Regions from separate parts of the Sus scrofa genome. Here region 2 is linked to region 1. A link is a contact called in public Hi-C data. All regions are on one chromosome and are shown on one strand. Each heading gives the region's core, a stretch centred on a gene start, on an enhancer-like site or on the middle of the called end of the contact. The rest is flanking DNA. Distances are from core to core; before and after follow the strand shown. Region 1 holds the start of PKM (poly [ADP-ribose] polymerase 6). Region 2 holds the start of SEC23A (protein transport protein Sec23A).

Region 1 (5,261 bases), core at 1,379-3,878:
TCACTTAACAGCTAGGGGGCATATACACAGGTACACGTTAGCATATATTTTTATTATACACATGTAGGCACCTGCACATAAGAAGACATACTTGAATGCATGTACGCACAGTTCTTTAAAGATAATGAAATATGAAAGCACTATACAAACATAAGATACTACTGTTCCAATTAAGCTGGAAGGCTGGGATTGAATCACGTCCTTGCTCTAGTTCACAATGCTGCATCAAACCTCTGACGCCACAAGTGATGGTGGCAGAACCAGACGCTTATGCTACTCAGTCTAGTCAGTTCATTTTAGAATATTCTTCATAGTACCAACGCCCATCAGAAGCAGACTCTTTTGGAGTCTTTACCCCTGGTGATTTAGTCATAATCTCTTATTTAACACTAGCATCCCTCAAAGACATCATATAACAATCAGAGCCAAGTTAAAAAGTCCTCAACAACACTGACCATTCTCTGGTACTCATAGTCTGAGTTGTCATAGTCAAAATAAAGCCATGGACTCATCTTGGAACCCACTCCCCAATTAATGTAATAATGATCCAAAGAAATGCTCAGAAAAACACTAACTCCTAGCCCTTTCACAAAACTAAAAACCACTGTCCTTGGCCTTCTTGGCTCTACATTTATCTCAGTTTCATCCATCCCAACCTTAAAGAGAGATGTTCTTGGTCTGTAACATGGTTCTATTGAATCTTAGGTTACTAGATCCTTGGTTCTGTGGATCTGCAGAATCAATATCACCTGGGAACTTGTTAAAAATGTAAATTCATGGAGTTCCTTTTGTGGCTCAGCAGAAACAAACCCAACTAGTATCCATGAGGATGTGGGTTCAATTCCTGGCCACGCTCAGTAAATTAAGGATCTGGTGTTGCCATGAGCCGCAGTGTAGGTTGCAGACATGGCTGGGATCCCATGTTGCTGTGGCAGTGGCATAGGCCAGAAGCTGGAGCTCCAATTCGACCCCTAGCCAGGGAGCTTCCATGGGCTCCAGGTGTGTTCCTAAAAGGCAAAAAAAAAAAAAAAAAAGAGTAAATTCTCAGACCTCATACTGAAACCTACTGAACTAGAAACTTCAGAGATGGGATGTTTTAACAAGCCCTCCAAGTTATTCTGATGAATGATAAAATCTGAGACCACTGTTCTAAATCCTTGTGTGTTCCAAGGGCTTGTGGTCTGTTCCTCGGATACCAATTTAAACCTGGTAACTGACCCAGAATGGGGACCTAAAGCACAATGCCAGGGCAAACAACATAGCAGTCCTTCAGCCAACAGTGCTGCCTGACCCATTACAAACAAAATGCACAAGGAAACTGCAGCTGAAGTTCTTAGAGATGAAATGCTTGATATCTTTAAATATTCAAATCTTAATTTAAATATTTCCTTTTTTATTGTCTTTTTAAGGCCACACCTGCAGCATATTGAGGTTCCCAGGCTAGGGGTCCAATTGGAGCTGTAACCACTGGCCTACACCACAGCCACAGCCACGCCAGATCCGAGCCATGTCTTCGAACTACACCACAGCTCACGGCAACACCAGATCCTTAACCCACTGAGCAAGGGCAGGGATAGAACCCACAACCTCATGGTTCCTAGTCGGATTCGTTTCCACTGCACCACGATGGGAACGCCAAGATTTGCTTTAAAATACTATTCCAGCACAAATAAAATGGGGAACAGATGAAATGTTCAGATGAAAATCATAAAATGTTGATTACAAACGAAGCTGAGTGATAAGTACACAAGGGTTTGTAAACTCTCTACTTTTGTATATAGTTGGAAATTTTCATTCTAAAAAGAAAAACAAACAAACCCAGAGGCTACTTTCATACTTTTTAAGGAGTCTCCTATCAACTCTAAATGTGAAATGAAGAGTATCACTGAAACTCTCTAACTTGCTGTTCTTCCAACATATCAAGCATATTCCCACCACAGGGTCTTTGTGCCTGCTTGCCACTCTTCTTGGAATGCTTTTCACCCATATTCACTGGGCTTGCTCCTTTACTCTTTCAGATCTCTGCTTGAAGATCACCTTGACTATCCTACATAAAACAGTAAAATCACAATACACAACACACTAGCACTCTCCAAACCCTTTCCTTGCTTTATTTTTTCCTACAGCACTTACCACTCTATGACAAAATGTTTGTTTATTGTATTTACCTCCCATCAGAATGTAAGCTCTACGGTGGCAGAGGCTTTGAGCATTTTCACTGTCTGTACTGTCAGTCCCTCATAACATAGCTAATTGAATGAGTGAATGAATGAATGAACTGTGACCTAAGCCAAAGGGGAGATAAATACAAGAACCTAAACACATCTACACATAGACAAAACCATACAAAAATGATTTTAAAAAGCAAGACTCCATTCACCTTCAAGAGCAGCTGAGAACCAAACTATGAAGATCTGGGGTGGGGTTTGTGAGATTTGAAAATAAACAGGTGCTGATCTGGACGGTCTCAGAGGAACAAAGAGGGAGGCATTAATGTCCTGGATGACAATGGTGTAGCCCAGAAGTGCCAACTTTCTCAAGCTCTTTGCCACTGTGCCACTGTAGAGGTCAAGAAAGCTTAGTCTCTCTCCAAGGGCTGTTGCTGCTTGGTTTCTGCTGTTACCACAAGGAGAAAAAAGTAGTTCAGAGAGAATTTTTCCTGTCCAGTGAAGAAACAATTTAGAGACTACCATCTTTTTCAAACTAGGCTGTATATAACCTATTTTAAACTTTTCACACTACAGATAGAGTATGCAGGTGCAGGGACGTCAAGCAACTTGCTTAGGGTCAGAAGTATAATAGCGTACAGTGGAACTGGGGACTATAGCACATTTGTCAGATTCTAATGACATCCACTCTTCCAGTGATGAGATTACAACCCAATTAAGGGAGCTGTTAATGAACTAGTAAGAAAGACCTATTTGATTTATCTAAACGAGGTAATCAAGGGAACCCTTTCAAGAAAAGCCAAGTCAAATACTGACTGTATGAAGAATGCCCAGAGAAGGGTGTCAGCGCTAGAGAGCAGCTAACAAAAAATTTGCATAAGAATAGGCCAAAAGTAAATAAGCATCAAGTCCGGATCACAAATGTCCTGGCCTAGGTCCAAAAGCGCTTCTCCGCGTGACAACTTTGCATCTAGTCAAAGAAGCCTCCGATCTCAACGTTTGATCCCGGCTTGGCGGTCCTGGGAAAGAAGGTGACTCCGCTCTGCAGCGAAGTGCTCCTTTCAAAAAGCCTAGGCCATGGAACAAAGAGTGCGGGGGAGAACCCACCGCCCGGCGATGCCCGCTTCCCAGCGCTATCTCGTGTACCCGGCGGAAGAAGAGGCCGGGGTGAGCCCCCAACATTGGCCGCCACTCGTGCTTCCAGAACAGGCCCTCACTGAGGCCTCCCTTGGGGAAGCACTTAGAGCTCTTCTCCGGTTTCCCCCGGAGACCCCGAAGACACCCAACACCTGCCTCCCGGGGAAGAAGCTCTGAGCCCGATCTGTGTCGCCAGCCGCCCGGCCATAAGCGAAGCCTGTTAAACTCAGAAGGCCTCTCAGAGCCACCGGGTCCAAACCCTTCACTTCCTCCACCCTGGCCCCGCACCCTTCCCGCGGCTCGGCCGCCCCGCCCCGTCCCCGTGGCGGCCGCCCCACAAGCTGGCCTCGCGAGTACTCACGGCGACCCCGGGCCGCGCGCGGCCGCCGCTGAGGGGACGAGCGGCCCGGGACGCCCCGCGGGGGCGGAGCGGCAGGCCAAGGGGCGGGGGCCGGGGCCGGGCGGGAGAGGTCGCGCACCCGCACGCCTCGTCGTTCCGTCACGGCCGCGCTGAGCCACTCTGCGCACGCTCGCGCGGCGGGCACCGTGGCCACGTGGTCCGCTTCGGACCAACTGCCACGCGGCCTGCCCCTGGGCACGCCCCCGCCCCCGACGCCAGGCTTGAGGTGCCTGCGCAGTGGTTGCCGTTTGGGAGGAGGCACGGAGCAGGGGGGGCGCCTGCGCTGTGAGTCGGCGGCGGATGTGTAGAGAAACAAGAGGGGCCCTGAGAGGGCGGGGAGAGCCCGCTGAACCAGATGGTTGGGCGCCCCATGCGGTTGGGAGGAAGGAGCAGGGAAAGCACTCCGGAAGCCTCTTTGGAGCCCAGGCGGCGATAGAGATTGAGAAGGTACTCTTGAGACCCTCTTGACTCCAAGAATCTCTAGTTTGTAATACCTCAGGGTCTTTTAATTCTTAAGTTTAATTCATTTGCGCCCCTGGTAGCTGTGGTGTGCTGGAAAGCACTCTGGCCTTATATTCAGAAAATCTGGATTCACAACTTTCTTTCAGGACTTACTCTTTCAGCCTTGAACCAAGACTTTCACTTTCTAGAGTTTCCGTCAAGTCTTAATTTTCTCATCTGGGAAGTGGGGACAATAATACCTGTTTAATAGGGCTCTTGTGGTGAGGATGAAATGAGAAGGTATGTCGAATTGTATGAATGTGCATTTGACTCTTCATATTTTACAAAACAAAAAATTTATATGGTTCAGCCTAACACATATAAATGGAAGCTGTTGACTGGTTATTGTGGTTATTGACCTCAGACATGGCCAGACCTCCCTTCGTCCTTACCAGAATCAGGTGTTTTGGAGTTACTACATGCTCGTTTTTTCCATCAGCACTATTGGGGAAGGCTTATTGTCTATCTACTTCCCTCTTTTTAGCTAAACACAGCATACACAAGGAAGCTTTGGCTCTGAGTGATATAAACACATGACATATGCAGCCCTCCTGAGCCGGCCTCAGTCAGAATTTTCCCAATGATGTTTTTTACATTTGGATGTCCTCAGCATCTGCCTTCTCACTCCTTTCTCCCTTTGATGCCACTACTTTTCTCACCTGGCCTCTCAGCCTGGGCCACAACACTGCTTTAGTATTAGTTTGTTACACACATTTTGTATAATAACTGAAAAAAAGTGAGGGAATAGGGAGTTCTCCTTGGGGCTCAGTAATAACAAACTCAACTAATATCCATGAGGACACGGTTCAATCCCTGGCCTTGGTCAGTGGGTTAAGGATCTGGCATTGCCATGAGCTGAGGCATAGGTCTCAGGCGTGGCTCAAATCTGTCATTGCTACAGCTGTGGTGTAGGCCAGGAGCTGCAGCTCCATTGGACCCTAGCCCAGGAACTTCCATATGCTGCAGGTGCAGCCACAAAAGGCAAAAAAATTTTTTTAAAAAATGAGTGATATAAAATCAGAGGATTTGAAGACAGGCCCAGAGTGTAGAAGTTC
Region 2 (5,261 bases), core at 1,267-3,766, 140 kb before region 1:
AAAAAAAAACTGCTGAGTTTTGGTATAGTATCAAAGAACATGCACAATTATCTGAAAAAGGTATTAACCTATCTCTCCTTTTTCCAACTACATATCTATGGGAGGCCAGATTTCCTTCATATAATCCAACCAACATATTACAATAGATTGCACAGAGTAAATATGAAAATCCACCTGTCTTCTATTAAGTCAGCTTTTTTTTTTTTTCCCACTGGATTCTCAATAACGTTTAAGAGTATAAAGGGGTTCTGAGAATCACCTCCTTTGAACTCCAGGGCTTAATTCAAAATCAGAAAGCCTAGTAGAAAAAAGGCTCTATGAAACTGTTACACACAGAAGAAAACATTTACACACAGGCAATGGCCAGATTTAAGTTTTTACAACAGGTAACAAATCTAGATTCTAATTCTACAGCCTTACTTTTTCACCTCTCCTCTTCCTCACTCTTTTTCCTCTCAATATTTCTGCACTAAGATTACACTTGCTCATTAAATTACACCTATTCTATTTCTTACATTCTCGCTTTCCAGCAGGAATTTCAAAAACATCCAGCCTGTTTCTTCCTTTTTTTTTTTTTTTTTTTCTTTTTAGGGCCATACCTGTGGCCTATGGAAGTTACCAGACTAGGGGTCAAATCAGGGTTGCAGCTCCAGGCCTAAGCCACTAGCCAGGTCAACAAAGGATCCAGGCCCCAGCTGTGACTTATGCTGTACCTTGCAGCAACACTGGATCCTTAACCCATTGAGTGAGGCCAGGAATGGAACCTGCATCCTCGTGGACACTATGTGGGGTTCTTAACCCCTGAGCCACAAAGAGAACTCCCACCTGTTTCTTCTTAACTGGTCCAATTACATGGCCATGCAAAACATCTCCCCAACTTACCTCACCTTTCCAAGGGAGGATGGTATTATTTGATAAGCATATAATATTCCCTAATATTACATTTGTATAAAGCATAAAACCAAATAAATATGATTAAAACGCAGCCTTAACTTACTAGTCATTACACTTTTTTTTTAAAGTGGTACAAAACACAAAAGGCCATTCTAAAGAAATGCCTCATTTTTCAGTACAATTTATAATCACTGAGAGTTACTTTAGTTAAATAAAAAAGCATTAGTCACTTTAACCTAGCATATCAAATGTGTGCCCATATATTTTAAAAGGCTTTACCTATTCAATAATAAGTAAGAGTTTTTCAATACTTAAATGTTAGCCCTTTTGCACATACCTAAGTAAAAAAAAATCAGGTAAATTACAAGTAAAATTTGATTTCATTCCAATCAGATGTATTTGTTAATAATTAAATGTGCCTCTCCAACTCTCCTGTTCTAAAAATCCTCAATAAAGTGTCTTCAACTAATTCCCACGACTAGCTTTATTATATTAGACAAATAACCTCTATATTCCTCAGTTTCTCATCAATAAGGTGAAGGGTTTACGTTAGAAAACTACAAGGCCCTTTCTAAATCTAAAATTCTGAGCCAATTAAAAATGACTGAACTTCCAAAAACAACCGTCAATCAGTCCACTGGAGAAGGAAGACTTAACATGAATTTATGTTTAAATCTGAAACTTTTTAAACCAAGTTAATTTGGCTAGTTATCCACAGCTTTGATGAGTGGAACTTGACGTCCACGTGAAAACGTGAATTCAACATACTCCAGTGATTACATGCAGACTTACTATGGCTTTTCCTTTATCACCAAAACGGAAAAACACTTAGGGTCAGACTAAAATAATGACTGGTCCGATCTGAAAACTAAACTCTATTTCTAATCAAGGCACAAGGTGTTAGCTCTACCTGGCACTTTTCTCCTTATCCCCTTTAATTCCCAAGGCCAAACTACGGGTGACGAAGTCACCTCGGTTCAAAGTCTAGGGCTCTTTAGATCAGGAAAGGAATGAACCAAGAAGCCAAAGTACCCTGAAGCGGTGACGGGTGGGGTAGGGAAGGCAGATTGGCCCGAGCGGAGGGTGAGGTGCGAGGAGATGCCCGAACTGCTGCTTTTCACCCGGGACTCCCATCTTTCACACCTGATCCAGGGGAGCTGGGTGATGGGGTAGCCCAGGCCCAGGTAGAACTAAGCAGAGAGTGGTGGGTGAGAGGGTGACAGGTTCGGGGCTCAAGGCAGCCCCCGCCGGGCCCAGTCGCCGCCCAGCACACTCGCCTGCCCGAGGTACCAAGAACCGACACCACGCTTGAGACCTCCGCCCGCTGCCGACCCGCCGCCGCTCAAGCCGCCCCTCCCCCGCTTCCCACCGAACACCCGCGGCCCCCCAAGGGAGCCTAGAGGAGGCGGCCCTGAAGTCGAGCCTTACCACAAGGGCACCTGGTACAAGATCCGCGCCTGTCGCAGCCGCCGCCTTACAAAATCCGTCCTCTCCGCCGAGCCGAAGCAGCCGTGGCACCTCAATCAAGGCCGGCGCCGCCCCGCCCCCGGCCTCCGCGCAGAACCCTGCTGGACCAACATGGCTGGTGCCGCCTCTGCCACGTCAAAGGGAGGGGGAGGGGCGGGGCGAGAAGGGGAGAGGGGGAGGGGACGACCCTGGAGGCGGGGCGAACAGGCCAGAGAACAGCAGGGAAGGGTGCGGGACCCGGCCGGGCGGAGCAGCGCGTGGGGAGGGGATGGGAGGAGAAAGGGGAGGGGAAGAGGCGGGGACGGAGCCGAAGGGGCGTGGCAACCGTGACAAACCCGAAGGGACGCTGGACCCGCGCGGAACTGGAGCGCTAGGGTGGGGCTGCGCGGTGGCGCTCCTGTCCGCTCTGCCGGGAGCCACTGCGGATCCCACTCTCTGCAGGCCGCAAGGAGGTAGGAAGGAGCTCCTGTCGCTAGATCCTCAGTTCGCCGAGAGAAGTGGTGGAGTCCTGTGGGACACTCTCTCCTCTAGGTCCCTGGTTGGTTCCAAGAACCACAAGTTCGTTTTTTCACTTAGTGCAGCAAATGTTTACTGAACATCTGTCTACATTGGGCCAGACACAGTAGTGATGTTGGTGATATGACTCAGGCAAAACAGGCCAAAATCCCTGGTTTGCAAGAATTTGCATACTATTTATGTACTACTTAGGTATGCCTATTCATTTTACCACTTTCCTCCACTGCCTGTGTCACCTCTGCCCCTTACACACAGCCACACACACACTACAATGTTTCGCTGATTAATCTTGATGTGTTTTCTGCTTCTCACTCCACAAAAAGAATTGGGAAAAATGGGACAGGCAGAACAGGCTGGAAAGACATTCTAGCTTGGAGGTCTCAGGCAACCCCATCCTTCAGTGACTGGGTTCCTCACAAAATTGACTCTAGATATGACAACATCTAAAATCCTGCAAAGCTTAGCCCTATAAGCATTTTATGGAATAGAGAAAAAGAAGAATTTTTTTGTTCTTCAAAGCTTATATTTACAAGAAATAAGATACACGTCAAACATATATTTTTCTTTCTCTAAGCTTGTTTTGTAATGTAGAAGAGAATGAGTTTACTTGTCAAATTTTAGTACAATCCTGAAGAGGAAATGGGAATCAAAAACCAAAATTCTGGTAGGCCTGCAAATAAAGTGGGCTCCGGGTGCTTACCTTAATAAGGATTCTTAATTGAAAGTGCAGCAAGAAAATAGCTGTGGACGATGATATAAAGGTTGCATAAAGATGTTCACAAAAAGAAATATGGTCTAAGAATGAGTAGGGTAAATAGACATAGATGAGAGGATCCACAGGAGTCCTAGAATTCAATGAGGAATAAACCAAAGTATAGTACCTTTGGTAATTTCATTCATTTCATGATTCCCAGAAAAGTATCTTTGCCATTTAGGTCACTGAAGTCTAAGAAGTCATAATCCCTATGTTTTCATCTGAAAGAAAGGTTTTTGTTTGCTATTACAATGAAATAAATGTTAGGATGGTAACAAAATCATTAATATCTGTCTTTATGTACTTTAAAGTGAATGAGTTTCTCAGTGGTAACAAACACAACTAGTATCCAAGAGGATGCCGGTTTGATCCCTGGCCTTTCTCAGTGGGTTAAAGATATACCATTGCCACGAGTTGTTGTGTGGGTCGCAGATGTGGCTAGGATCTGGTGTTGCTGTTGTGGTGGCATAGGCTGGCAGCTCCAGCTCCGAGCCCTAGCCTAAGAATTCCATATGCTGCAGGTGCAGCAGTAAAAAGAAGGGAAAAAAAAAAGATGTGGTAATATAAGCAATGGAGTATTACCCAGTCATAAAAAAGAATGAAATAATGTCATTTGCAGCAACATGAATGGACCTAAAGATCCTCATACTGAAATGGAGTTTTAACTAAAGGACAACCCCCCTTGGCTAAGAAGGCAGCTGCAAGCCTTTCCAGCTGTGCTCATCACTATGCCACCCTTCTTGTAATAATGTAACAACTGTGTGCTCTATGTCCAAGCCAGCAGCCCTCTAATCATGTACCCAGCATTGCTTATCAGTTCCGCTTCTGTAACCTTGCTTGCTCAGTTTCTTAGGGAGGAACACTGTCTGCTTGGGGATGGAGGGAGGTCTGGGATGCTTACATGGGAAAATCAAGACCTTGTAGTGCATAAAAGTTACTGAGAACAAAGACCTGGTGCTCAGACTCTGGAGGTGACTCCTCTGAGCCCGCACTGGTGCTGAATAAACCTTGCTTTTCCATATCTCCGAGTGCTGTTTGTCTCCTTCCGTTGCCACGGTTTTTGCGGTTTCCGCAACAATACTAAATAAATCATTTCTTTTCATTATCTTCGAGAAATACAAATACCATATGTTATCACTTATATGTGAAATCTAAAATATTACAAAAATGAACTTATTTACAAAACAGAAAGACTCAGACATAAAATTATGGTTAGGAGTTTGGGATTAGAAGATACAAACTACTACATATAAAACAGATAAACAACAAGGTGGTCAAGGGAACTATATTAAATATCCTGTAATAAACCATAATGGAAACATATGAAAAATTAAAAAATAATAAATAAAGTGAATGAGTTTGAGGGTTTAAACCTTGGACATATCAGACCAACTTTAGTTTTCTGAGATTGTCTCTTTTGGGAGTTGTATTTGTAAGAATTTATTTTTTGTGAGTTTTACTCTTTCCTAAGGGCTTCCAAAGAGAAAAATTATTTTTAAAAAAATAGGATAAAACTTATTCTATTTGTACTTGTCATATGGGTCCACTGGACTCTTGTAAATCTAGGATACATCATGGAATCTTACTGATCTTATTTTTCCTTTATCTTTTTTTTTTTTTGCAATTTTTA

Evidence for each region. A called contact is a pair of places that touch in the nucleus more often than the background predicts.
Region 2: a contact with region 1 is called in a Hi-C map of liver, with 2.8 times the contacts expected there. The contact joins the promoter of SEC23A here to the promoter of PKM in region 1. A contact is called at or near these places in 5 of 47 Hi-C or Micro-C datasets (blood, embryonic fibroblasts, heart right ventricle and 2 more).

Annotation. Positions count from the first base shown.
Region 1 is chr7:60,970,374-60,975,634 of Sscrofa11.1, reverse strand. PKM (poly [ADP-ribose] polymerase 6) reads right to left here and starts at 2,628. Exons shown (of 32, transcript XM_021099107.1): 1 at 2,381-2,628. LOC102166620 (a long non-coding RNA gene) reads left to right here and starts at 3,914. Exons shown (of 5, transcript XR_001297909.2): 1 at 3,914-4,152.
Region 2 is chr7:61,111,015-61,116,275 of Sscrofa11.1, reverse strand. SEC23A (protein transport protein Sec23A) reads right to left here and starts at 2,516. Exons shown (of 20, transcript XM_005666190.3): 1 at 2,323-2,516. It also overlaps the pseudogene LOC100154692.